Regions from separate parts of the Mus musculus genome. Here region 1 is linked to region 2. Evidence: chromatin contacts called from public Hi-C data. All regions are on one chromosome and are shown on one strand. The core of a region is the stretch at or near the end of the contact, and the rest is flanking DNA. Distances in the headings are between cores, read along the strand shown. Region 1 overlaps Tspan13 (tetraspanin 13). Region 2 has its middle 110 kb from the start of Mir680-3.

What was found. Hi-C and Micro-C count contacts between places; a contact is called where the count stands out from the background.
Region 1: a contact with region 2 is called in a Hi-C map of bone marrow-derived macrophages, with 5 times the contacts expected there. The contact joins two enhancer-like sites. A contact is called at or near these places in 2 of 484 Hi-C or Micro-C datasets (both in bone marrow-derived macrophages), 1 of 115 datasets of contacts at active chromatin or transcription factors (microglia) and 1 of 9 other capture datasets (adipose tissue).

The regions. Positions count from the first base shown.
Region 1 is chr12:36,025,378-36,030,777 of GRCm38.p6, forward strand. All of the region lies in intron 1 of Tspan13 (tetraspanin 13), which reads right to left. Among named protein-coding and RNA genes, the nearest start is that of Tspan13, 14 kb to the right of the region's middle. Within about 2 kb of position 4,099, at least 73 of the 459 cell types and tissues checked have an H3K27ac peak or open chromatin away from gene starts, as enhancers often do. A contact at or near this core is called in bone marrow-derived macrophages, where this site is marked.
Region 2 is chr12:35,301,662-35,306,722 of GRCm38.p6, forward strand. No RefSeq gene overlaps it. Among named protein-coding and RNA genes, the nearest start is that of Mir680-3, 110 kb to the left of the region's middle. Within about 2 kb of position 1,705, at least 12 of the 459 cell types and tissues checked have an H3K27ac peak or open chromatin away from gene starts, as enhancers often do. A contact at or near this core is called in bone marrow-derived macrophages, where this site is marked.

The DNA of each region.
Region 1 (5,400 bases), core at 2,849-5,348, 730 kb after region 2:
TCTGTTTAGAAACATATAAATTACTATGTGATTTTTTCCCTTGCTCAAATGCACCACTGTTTATGTGCAAAGCAATATACACTGATTTAAAAACTTATTTACATATATAGAGAGATAAACAAAACTGCTAAATATTGTGCATCTGTTTCTATTTTTACCCAAAGCATTTTCTTTTTTGAATCTTGGTCAAAGAGCCAAAACATGGGAGGGGAAAAAAAAAAAAAAAAAAAAAGAAGCCATCTGTGGGACCACAGAGCTCGTTTCAGGTGACATTACCACAGCAGCTCATACACCAAAACAAACCGCTCCCTTCCTCAGCTGCTCCTTGTGAGTTCTGCATCATTGTCTCCTCAGAGTCTCCTCACAAGTTCAAACAGTGGTGAGCTGAGAAAACGCACTCTGCCCTTTCACAGGTGAGCTTACTTCTGACTCTGTAACACCTAAATGTGTCACATTCCCTTTCACAACCAATAAAAGGAGCCTGGGGGGGGGGGGGTGAAGAAGGGCCTCACCTCTGCCTGGCTTAGCATCACCACAGTAATCTTGGTACAGGCACAGAGGATGCTCCACAAGTACACACATCAGAGTAGCTAACTGCAGCAATTAGTGGTCTCCAGAAACAGAACCAATACAAAGTATGCATATGTATGTATGTATGTATATATATATATATATATATATATATATATGTATATGCATATATGTATATATGCATACTTTGTGTTGGTTTCTCATATATATATACACACATATATATATATATATATACACACACACATACATACACACACACATATGAGAAAATGAAGCTCAGACAAGAGAAATTTTAAAGCGCTACCCACACTATGAAGGATAGTCTGATTCGCTTAATCAACTGATTCTAAATGCTGGCTACAGTTCAAAATACCCTTAAAGCAGTATCTAACCAAACAACTGAGAACCATGGCACCCTGTGTCCATGGTAACACAGATGACACATCCCACCCACCTGCTAACATCAAATTCTGGATGAGAGAGGCGCATTTACTAATTCAGGTCATGAGACAAGATCTTCAATCTGCATTTCCCTTAACATAAAAAGTCCTTCTGGGGTCCTCTGGTCTCCACACGCACACTGGGTAGCATACATGTAAGTACATACACAGCTTTAAAGAGTTCGTTCGTCCAAAATCATGCCAAACCCTTCCTACATTAATGGGATTCTTTTTTTTTTTTTTTTGGTTTTCCAAGACAGGGTTTCTCTGTGTAGCCCTGGCTGTCCTGGAACTCACTTTGTAGACCAGGCTGGCCTTGAACTCAGAAATCCGCCTGCCTCTGCCACCCCCCCCCCACTTCCGAGTGCTGGGATTAAAGGCGTGTGCCACCATGCCCAGCCATTAATGGGATTCTTAAACATCAGGAATGTTAAAAGTTAAATATTCTTAAAGTATTAAGTTAATAAACTTTACATTTAAATAGTAAATTCAAGACTTAAAGACAGAAGTCAGAAATTGTTCTTGTCACTTAACCTGGTTGCGTACATCACAGCCCCTGCCACGACCTATTCCAATACTGTACACAGGCCTGAGACACACGGTACAGATGGAATGACCAGAGCTGTGTTGACACCTGCCCCATGTTTTTTTCTGTCTTATTGGCTTCGTTTGGCTGAAGGTTTAACATTTTGTTTGTTCTGCTTTGCTTTGCTTTGTCTGTTATTGGTTTAGGGGTGGCTTCATCTTTGTTGGAAGGGTTTCAGAGTGTCCGAGATAAGGTAAGATAGCTCAGGCTAGCCTCAAAGTCAGGATTCTCTTGTCTTGGCTTCCCAAGTGCAGATGACATTGCATGTGCCACCGGAACCATCAACACCTCTTTTCCCACTGTGAATTCTACATCAATTTCCATGTATCACAAAGTATGTCCCTTCCTTTGATTTTTTTTTTTCTCTACTATTTAAAAATGTGAATCCAGGCCAAGAAGATGATGACTCAGCAAGTAAGGGTGACTGCTGCCAAGCTGGGCAATTCTATCCCAAGAACCCACACAGTAGAAAGAGAGAGCTCTTACAATCCTGCAAACTGTTCTCTAAACTCTATACATGTGTTGGGACACACACACACATACACACACGAAAATGAAAGAGGTTGTTAAAACAAATATCATTTTGTAATGAACTCACAAATAAAACACCATGCATCTGTACTAAGGCAGCCATTCAAACAATTTAGAGAGAGAGAGAGAGAAACCACTCTTAGCTAGTATGCTGTAACAAAGAAGATGGGATGGATTTAGCTTGTTGGCTATAGTTTACTGGCTTTTGCTTTTGAAGTCAGTAAAGATTGAAAGCTAACAAGAGGACAAATAATTACTATGTCAAGAGATTTTTTTACAAAGTATGTCACAGTAAAATACAATTAAAACAGAACAAAAGTAGGTAAACACAATAAGGCAAAGAATGCAAAGAAAATATAGGCTCACTAAAGAAAGTGCATTCCTTTTTTTGAGTCTCTGACTCCCGTGTCCCTCCCAGACTCAAGCAACCCCCTATGACCACAGGAGTTGACTCCTGTCCACTTGCTGTCCACAAGATGAGTGTATCAGATTGACCAAGGGGACTCTGAAGCTGGGATTAAACTACAAATCTCAAGACAGGATGATTCTAAATTATGTGAATAAGATTTAAATAGTCTCAGAGTCCTTGCAAGAGGTAGGAGGAGCGGGCTGGTGAGATGGCTCAGTGGGTAAGAGCACTGACTGTTCTTCCAAAGGTTCTGAGTTCAAATCCCAGCAACCACATGGTGGATAACAACCACCCATAATGAGATCTGACGCCCTCTTCTGGCATGTCTTAAGCTACAGTGTACTTATATGTATAATAAATAAATCTTTAAAAAAAAAAAAAAGAGGAGGGTCAGGATCTGAAAACGACATCACTGAGGGAAGCAGAATGTAGCCTGAGAGGTCTAGCAATGGCATGCTACTAGCACTGAAGGCGGAGGGAGAGGTTCTATGCCAAGGAACGCAAGGAGCAGATGCCAGGCAACACTCTTCCCTTCCCTAGCAAGTACAGCCGAGACCTGCTGCAGACTTCTGACTTCTGGTACAAGGTACAACCTATTGTTTTAGGTCATTATTACACTTGTAGCACTTTGTTAAAAACAGGAAACATTCGATGCTTTTGAAAGTTTGTCTGGTTAGAATAACAGGAATAGACTGAATCCGATTACAGACTCATTAGAGTCCAAGGTTAGTACACAGCCTCTTTGAGGACAGGCCTTACTTGGTTTACCCCAGGTGGCTCTGAAGTATCATGAATTATTCCTAGCTGGGCATGACGACCATTTAGAGGCTGAGGCAGGAGGATTTCCAAGAGTTCAAGACCAACCTGGACTACATACCAAGTATTAAGCTAACAGGCAGACCTACATTATAAGACACCGCCTTTGAAAAACAAGAAAGGCATGGGGGATGGAGAGATGACTCCCTCTTTCAGAGCAATTGCTGCTCTTCCAGAGGACCCAGGATTGATTCTCCAGTATCCACATGGCAGATGGCAAGCATCTGTAAGTCCAGTTCCAGGAGATCTTCAATGCCCACTTCTAGGAGCACCTAGCATGCATATGTGGTATACAGACACGCATGCAGGCAAAACATTTGAAAAATAAATTAACTAAAACATTTTTAGAGGTAAAGGCAGGTGCAGGAGTTGGCTCAGCAGTTAAAAGCTCATACCTGCTCAAGCCTGAGTTTAGTCCCTAGACTCCCCAGGGAGTCATGATGAAGGGAGAAAACTACTCTCAAAAGTCCTCCTACCACAGTGGTACTTGAGCCCACTCACACATTATAAACATATGCCAGTGCACTGAGCAACTCATTAAAACCAAGCAACAGTTCTTCCTGCTCAAGTATGTTTTAAACAAATGAAGAAGGTTTTAGTACACTCAGAGAAACTACAGGAAATCCCACGGCCCCCTCCTCCCCTCCCTGCCCCCCCCCCCAAAGCAAGGAGAACAGAAAGGCCTCACTGTCCAGGCCAAGCTGGAGTACAGCTGACTGAGGCAGGAGGCTCACAAGAGCCCAGTCTGAAGGAGACGCCGGTTTTAGCCCAAGCAGAACTGGGAAGTGGAACTGAGCCCCACGCACAGCTGGGAACTCCAGAAAGCTCTTTTCTCACAGTAAAGTACTGTGGAAGACTGCAGAGCTTTCTGAATGTTCCCAAAAGCTATCTGAGAAAAAGAAACCTCAAGTCTTCTAGACACTGAATCCCCACTCCCAGAATCTGCAGGCCAAGCAATTCAAATGAAAGCTGACCACCAACTGTAATGACTGAGGGTTGCGCGGGGGGGGGGGGGGGGGGGGGGGGGGGAGAGACTCAGATAAGAAAACTAAAATGACTCGTGAGAGATATACAAGAAACCAGTCCCAGGTTTTAAAATGCCAAGCTAATTCTCGAGACACCTTAGAAAGAGGAAATCTAAGAGAAAGACACACATTACTAGGGCTCCCAAGAACCAATTGCAACAGAGCGAGCCATTTAAATTATCTAAAGAAGGGCATGGTTGGTGCACGCCTTTAATTCCAGCATTCTAGAGGCAGGGGCAGACAGAGCTCTGGAGCCTGGTCTACACTGTGAGTTCCAGGGCAGCTCCAAAATAAAAATTAACTAAAGGGATTTAAAAAAATAAATAAAAGCAAATTGGGGAGTCATATTTTATAGGCATAGACTTGAAAAAGGAGCCAAATACATCAACGCAAAAGAAAGGAGAGGACCAGGGGAGTGTAGTGAGTAAAGACTGACAAGCTGACAACCTGGTTTCACTCCCTGGGAGCCACGTACTGGACGGAGAGAACCAAGAACCACAAGTTGTCCTCTGACCTCCACACATGCATAACGACACAAATGCCCATACCCAAGAAATAAATGTAATTTTAAATATTAATTTAAAAATAGAGATCGGGAAGAGACACGTGGGCTAAAGCAGGAGCAGGGCTGTAGTGGTACGCACTTCTGTAGTGGTCCACAGTGGTCCACACTTGGAATCCCAGGACTTCCGACGAAGAGGCTAGAGCTGGAGGCCGTCCTCAGCTAAAGAAAACACCAAATACTGAACTAATCAACTTGTCTGTGCTCCAGGAGGTTCTGGCAGACAAGCAACAGGGACACACATTTTTTTTTCCCCCAAAGGAAAAAATAGCACCCTCCAAACACATTAATTTTGAAGAATAAAGCAGATCCCACAAAATTTCGCTGACAAAGGACACCTAAGAAAACCCAGAGCAAACAGTCATACGTCTGCTATTCTATGGAGTCAGCCTTCATCTGAATCCCCCCAAGTTTGGAGCTCTTTAGGCCTTCTGAGCTTTACCTCTCAGTGAATAGCACTGTCCTTAAGAAAGAGGCCCATGCACTTTGCAACCTCC
Region 2 (5,061 bases), core at 455-2,954:
GCAACCACTGGACCACTGAGAAGTGCTGTCGCTTTATAAATTTGCCTTTAATGTTTCATATGTGGTATCCACAAATATGAATGTACATATATATATATATATATATATATATATACATATATATGTGTGTGTGTGTGTGTGTTTGTCTTATGACAGAAAATATGAAAACGTCTGGTTTATTCACTTAACAGTGATTTCCAGTTCAGTCTGTCTTCCTGCATACCTGATTTCATTTGTTCTATGGCTCAATGCATTTCCACAAGCACAAGCACCACATATTTTTTATGAGATCATCTGTTAGTGGGCATTCATTGCCTAGATATTGTGGCAATAGACAGGATGTACAAATCAGCTGAGTTACCCATAGCTTTATGCCTGTGGCTTTCTTTACTTGGCCTAATGGTTTTGGCATTGCTATTGTTTTGTTTTGTTATGTTTTGTGCAGAAATCTGGAAATATACTTAACTTAGTTTTTTGGTGTTTATAATCCATTCTGTGATTTGCTCTCTTTTCATTGCTAAATGTTATTCCATTCTGGACTAAACTTAAATTTTTTTATTATTTGGTTTTCTATACATTATGTATGCCATTCAGAATTTATTGCTTAATTTAGAACTCTCAAGCAGTTCTCCCCAACTTCCAGCTGCCACCTTGGCAAATACCAACTTCTATTGTCTTTTCAGAATTCCAATAGCACAGAAAAGATAATATATTAGGCATTTTTATTTTCATCCCTTATTTTCTTTGATTTTTATATTATCTTTATTATGTTCTGAGCAGTTCTCTTAGTTCTCTTGTGCCTCTTATTTTAATTAACTGTTTAAAGTATAATGTGCATTTTTACATTTTCACACACATTCACACGTATACACATTCATACATACATACACATACACACATTCACACACACATACACACATACACACACATTCACACACACACATTCACAGATGCACACACACATACACACACATACACACACACATTCACATCCACATACGCACACACACATACACACACACACACACACACATTCATACATATACACACATACACACACATTCACATACACATTCACACACACATTCACACAATTCACACATATACACACACACACATACATACACATTCACATACACAGAAATACACATACATTCACATACACATTCATATATACACACATATACACACACATTCACATACACACAAACACACACACATGCACACACATTCACACATATACACACACATTCACATACACAGAAATACACACACATTCACACACACATTCATATATACACACATATACACACACACATTCACATACACACAAACATACACATTCACATACACAGAAATACACATACATTCGCACACACATTCATATATACACACATATACACACACACATTCACATACACACAAACACACACACATGCACACACACATATATGCACACACATTCACACACACATTCATATATACACACATATACACACACACATTCACATACACACAAACACACACACGTGCACACACACAAATATGCACACACATTCACACACACATTCACACACACACACACACACACACACTCAGATATCCTGTTTGTTTTTTTTTTTTTTTTTTTAGAAACTCCTTATACCGTTGTCAGAGCTGCATGGACCACATGGTTGGTTCTCCTCATTCAGATTCTATTTCTATAAACATATAAGCCACACTTCCTGTATTTTTGGTGTCAGATGACTGCAATATCTGTAGGCTTTGTAGATAAAATATGCTGCTTTTGATAATGCCAGCTTGTGGCTTCATTTCCTTGTGTGATATGGTTTCTGGCTTTGAAGTTATAAAGTAATGATTCTTGATTTCATAGATTCTGATTCCAAGCCTGTCTCTTCAGAACATGCTTTTTTTTTTCCTTGCCAGGTTGCACTTGTAATTTGTTGTGGGAGTGAGCCGTGAGCCCAGCACCGTACAGTGTGATGGTACCACTACCAAACATGTTTCCATTTCTCACTATTTCTTGATGCATCTTTAGGTTATGAGAGTCATTTCTTTTGTCCACTAGGAAGCTTAGTTCACTTTTCCACTTCTTAATATTTTTAGTTACCAGGGAGACTTTTAAATTAATCTTCAAGAATTTTTAAAGGAATCTGAGAGGGTCTGAGGCTTGAAATATAATATTGAATGTTGTAAGTAGACCACTTGGAATCTTAGAAGTTCTATGTGATAAGAAGCAACTCAGTAAGGTCTTTGTCTATCTGCATCTAGGCTAATGACTCTCACTCTTTCCTCTTCCCCCTCCACTTGTTATGTAAGGATGCCATTAGGAAGTCATCTTTTTGCAAGAGGTTCTAGTTGTTAGATATTATGCAACTCGAAAACTAATTAAATCCTTATTGTCTTTGTCCTTTCTTTTCTTTCCAAAAAGCATAAATTATCCATATATAGGATATGCACATTTTAAAGTCCTCATGAGTGGAAACATTTTAAGACTGAGCAGTTTCTCCTACCCATTTTCTCATGTGGCAACAGCCACATTTTATGCATAGGTTATAAATCATCTTTTACTGGGAAATGAAGTCAATGAACTGCACCATGCCGAGCCAGAGCCACACTTCCTATTCTTTGCTTGTAAAAGAAGCATCCCAGTGATTTTCTAATATATTCTGGGGTTTCTTTTGATGGAACTAGGAGGAAATTTCATTATCCTGTGGTTATTGAGTACAGTTGGCTACATTGAAAGTCAAGGCATTCAGTTTACATTGTTAAAGCCGTGACCTTAAAGCAATCTCACAGAAACTGAACTACACACCAGAGAACATGCATGGGATGGAACTAAGCCCTCTATACATATGTAGCAGATGTGCATCTTGGTTAGTCTTCATATGGGACCCCTAACAGAGGAGCAGGGGTTGTCTCTGACTCTGTTACCTGCATCTGGATCCCTTCCCCCTAACTGGGCTGCCTGGTCTGTCCTCAGTAGGAGCTCTTCCCAGAATCCTACTGCAACTTGATAGGCCAAGGGAGTTGATATCTATGGGAGGAGACAGGGAGCTGGGCATAGAGGGAGGTGAGGTAAGAGGGAGGGACTGGGAGGAGAGGAGGGAGAAAAAGCTGGGGTTGGAATGTATAGTAAATCAATTAGTTATAAAAATTGATTTTTATAGTTGATGTGGTTTTCCTCCTCTAAAATCTCTCTTGCAAATAAATTCTTTTCATGAATATGGAGATCTTTAGTTTCCTGTGTGAAAAAAAGTAAAAGCGCCTGGCCCATTATAGGTGTTTATCAAGACTTTTTAGTGTGAATATGATTCACATCTGGTTTTTAACTGGGAGTTCATGCTATTTTTATTATCTGGTGCCATAATTTTTGGAATAACTTCAAATTCTATAGTCTCAGGTAATACACTTTGTAGTTTCAAGAGCTACACTTAATGTTTATAGTTGTGTGTAGTGTAGTTATGAACTCTGCCTTATATGATTCAGCAAATAGTATTGATATTATATGTACTCTCAGTTCATATTGTTCTAAATGTGTGTGTGTGTGTAAGCTTGTGCCTGATATCTCAAAAGGGATAATTTTTTAAAGTTTTTTTTTAGATTAATTATGTTTAGCTTTTGCCTTTAAGTTTAGCATAAATGTTTTTTAGAACATGCCACATCTCTCTGTATAATATGCTTCCTCACTTAAAAAAAGATGAGGCATTCTCTCCTCCACCATGTGAGTTCTGGGAAATGGACTCAGGTCATTGGGCTTGACAGTGAGCCATCTTACCAGCCCCCTAAAGATTTATATATTTTTACTTATTTAGTCATGCAGCTGCCATTTTCTGGAAGTTGTGGTAAAGATAAAGTATCAATCATTAGTGATTCTGACTCCTCAGAGTTGAAAATGTCTTTATCTTTGGGAGCCAACCCATCTTATATTGGAGATAATCACCAGGGTTGATACCAGGCACGAGCTGTGTAAATGCAGGTTCTTACGACGCCTAGTCTCCTGGCTGAATGCAGATGCTGGGTCCTGGAATGCTTGGTGCATCCCAGTGGTTTGATTATGACTAAGGGAGGAAGAAGAAATGTTGTTTTTTTGAAAGGAGGTTGGGCTGAGTTATAATATATGGTAGGCTATGTAAGATGGATTGAGCAGTATTTAGGGTGTGTCCTGTTTCCATTTTTGAGCAACTTTCTTCCCTCAGCTGTACCTTTCTTAACAGCAAATTAATTTGTCATGTTTTAAATCTGATATTTTCAGAGCAGAATTTTAACTTTTTTCTTTAAATTATTCGTTCCTACTCTGTCCCCATTTACAGGAGTCTCCTCTGTTTCTCTGAGGACATTTTAAAAATATTTTTGGGGGTTTTAAAATTCTTTTTCTTTCTTTCTTTTTCTTTTTTTCCTTTTCCTTTTTGTTTTTTTTTTCTTTTTTTCTTTTTCTTTTTTTTTTTTTTTTTTGAGACAGGGTTTCTCTGTATAGCCCTGGCTGTCCTGGAACTCACTCTGTAGACCAGGCTGGCCTCGAACTCAGAAATCCTGCCTCTGCCTCCTGAGTGCTGGGATTAAAGGTGCGTGCCACCACACCCGGCTTTTAATTCTTCTTTTTCTTTCAGTGATCTATTTCTTAACATGATATATTATTCTTCCACATGAGTTTCGTGTTGCCCAGAATGCATTAGCTGCTTAGAGACATGTGAAGGTCATCCTTTTGATGGGTTTAGCTGTTTTTACTTTTCCCAAGGAAAGCTTTTTATGAAGGCCCTTGGGATGAGACTGAAGAAGTAAAGAATAAAGTGGGAGACTGAGAAGAGGAAATGGGTTGGGGATGGACAGATGTGCATATTCGTGGTGTTAACCCTTGACCTTCCCACCATGCTGGAGCCAAGCTTTAATTATTTCTGGCTCTGCCGTGGTTATTGGGCCATTCCTAGCTTTCCCACCCCACGGAAGAGGGTGGCAGGATGATTATCTGCCTAGAGAAATGGGAGAGAGGAAGAAAAGGAAAAATGAAGAATTTCTTGCTTCCTCCTGTATCCTGCCACTAAATATGAATAGCTGCCTGAA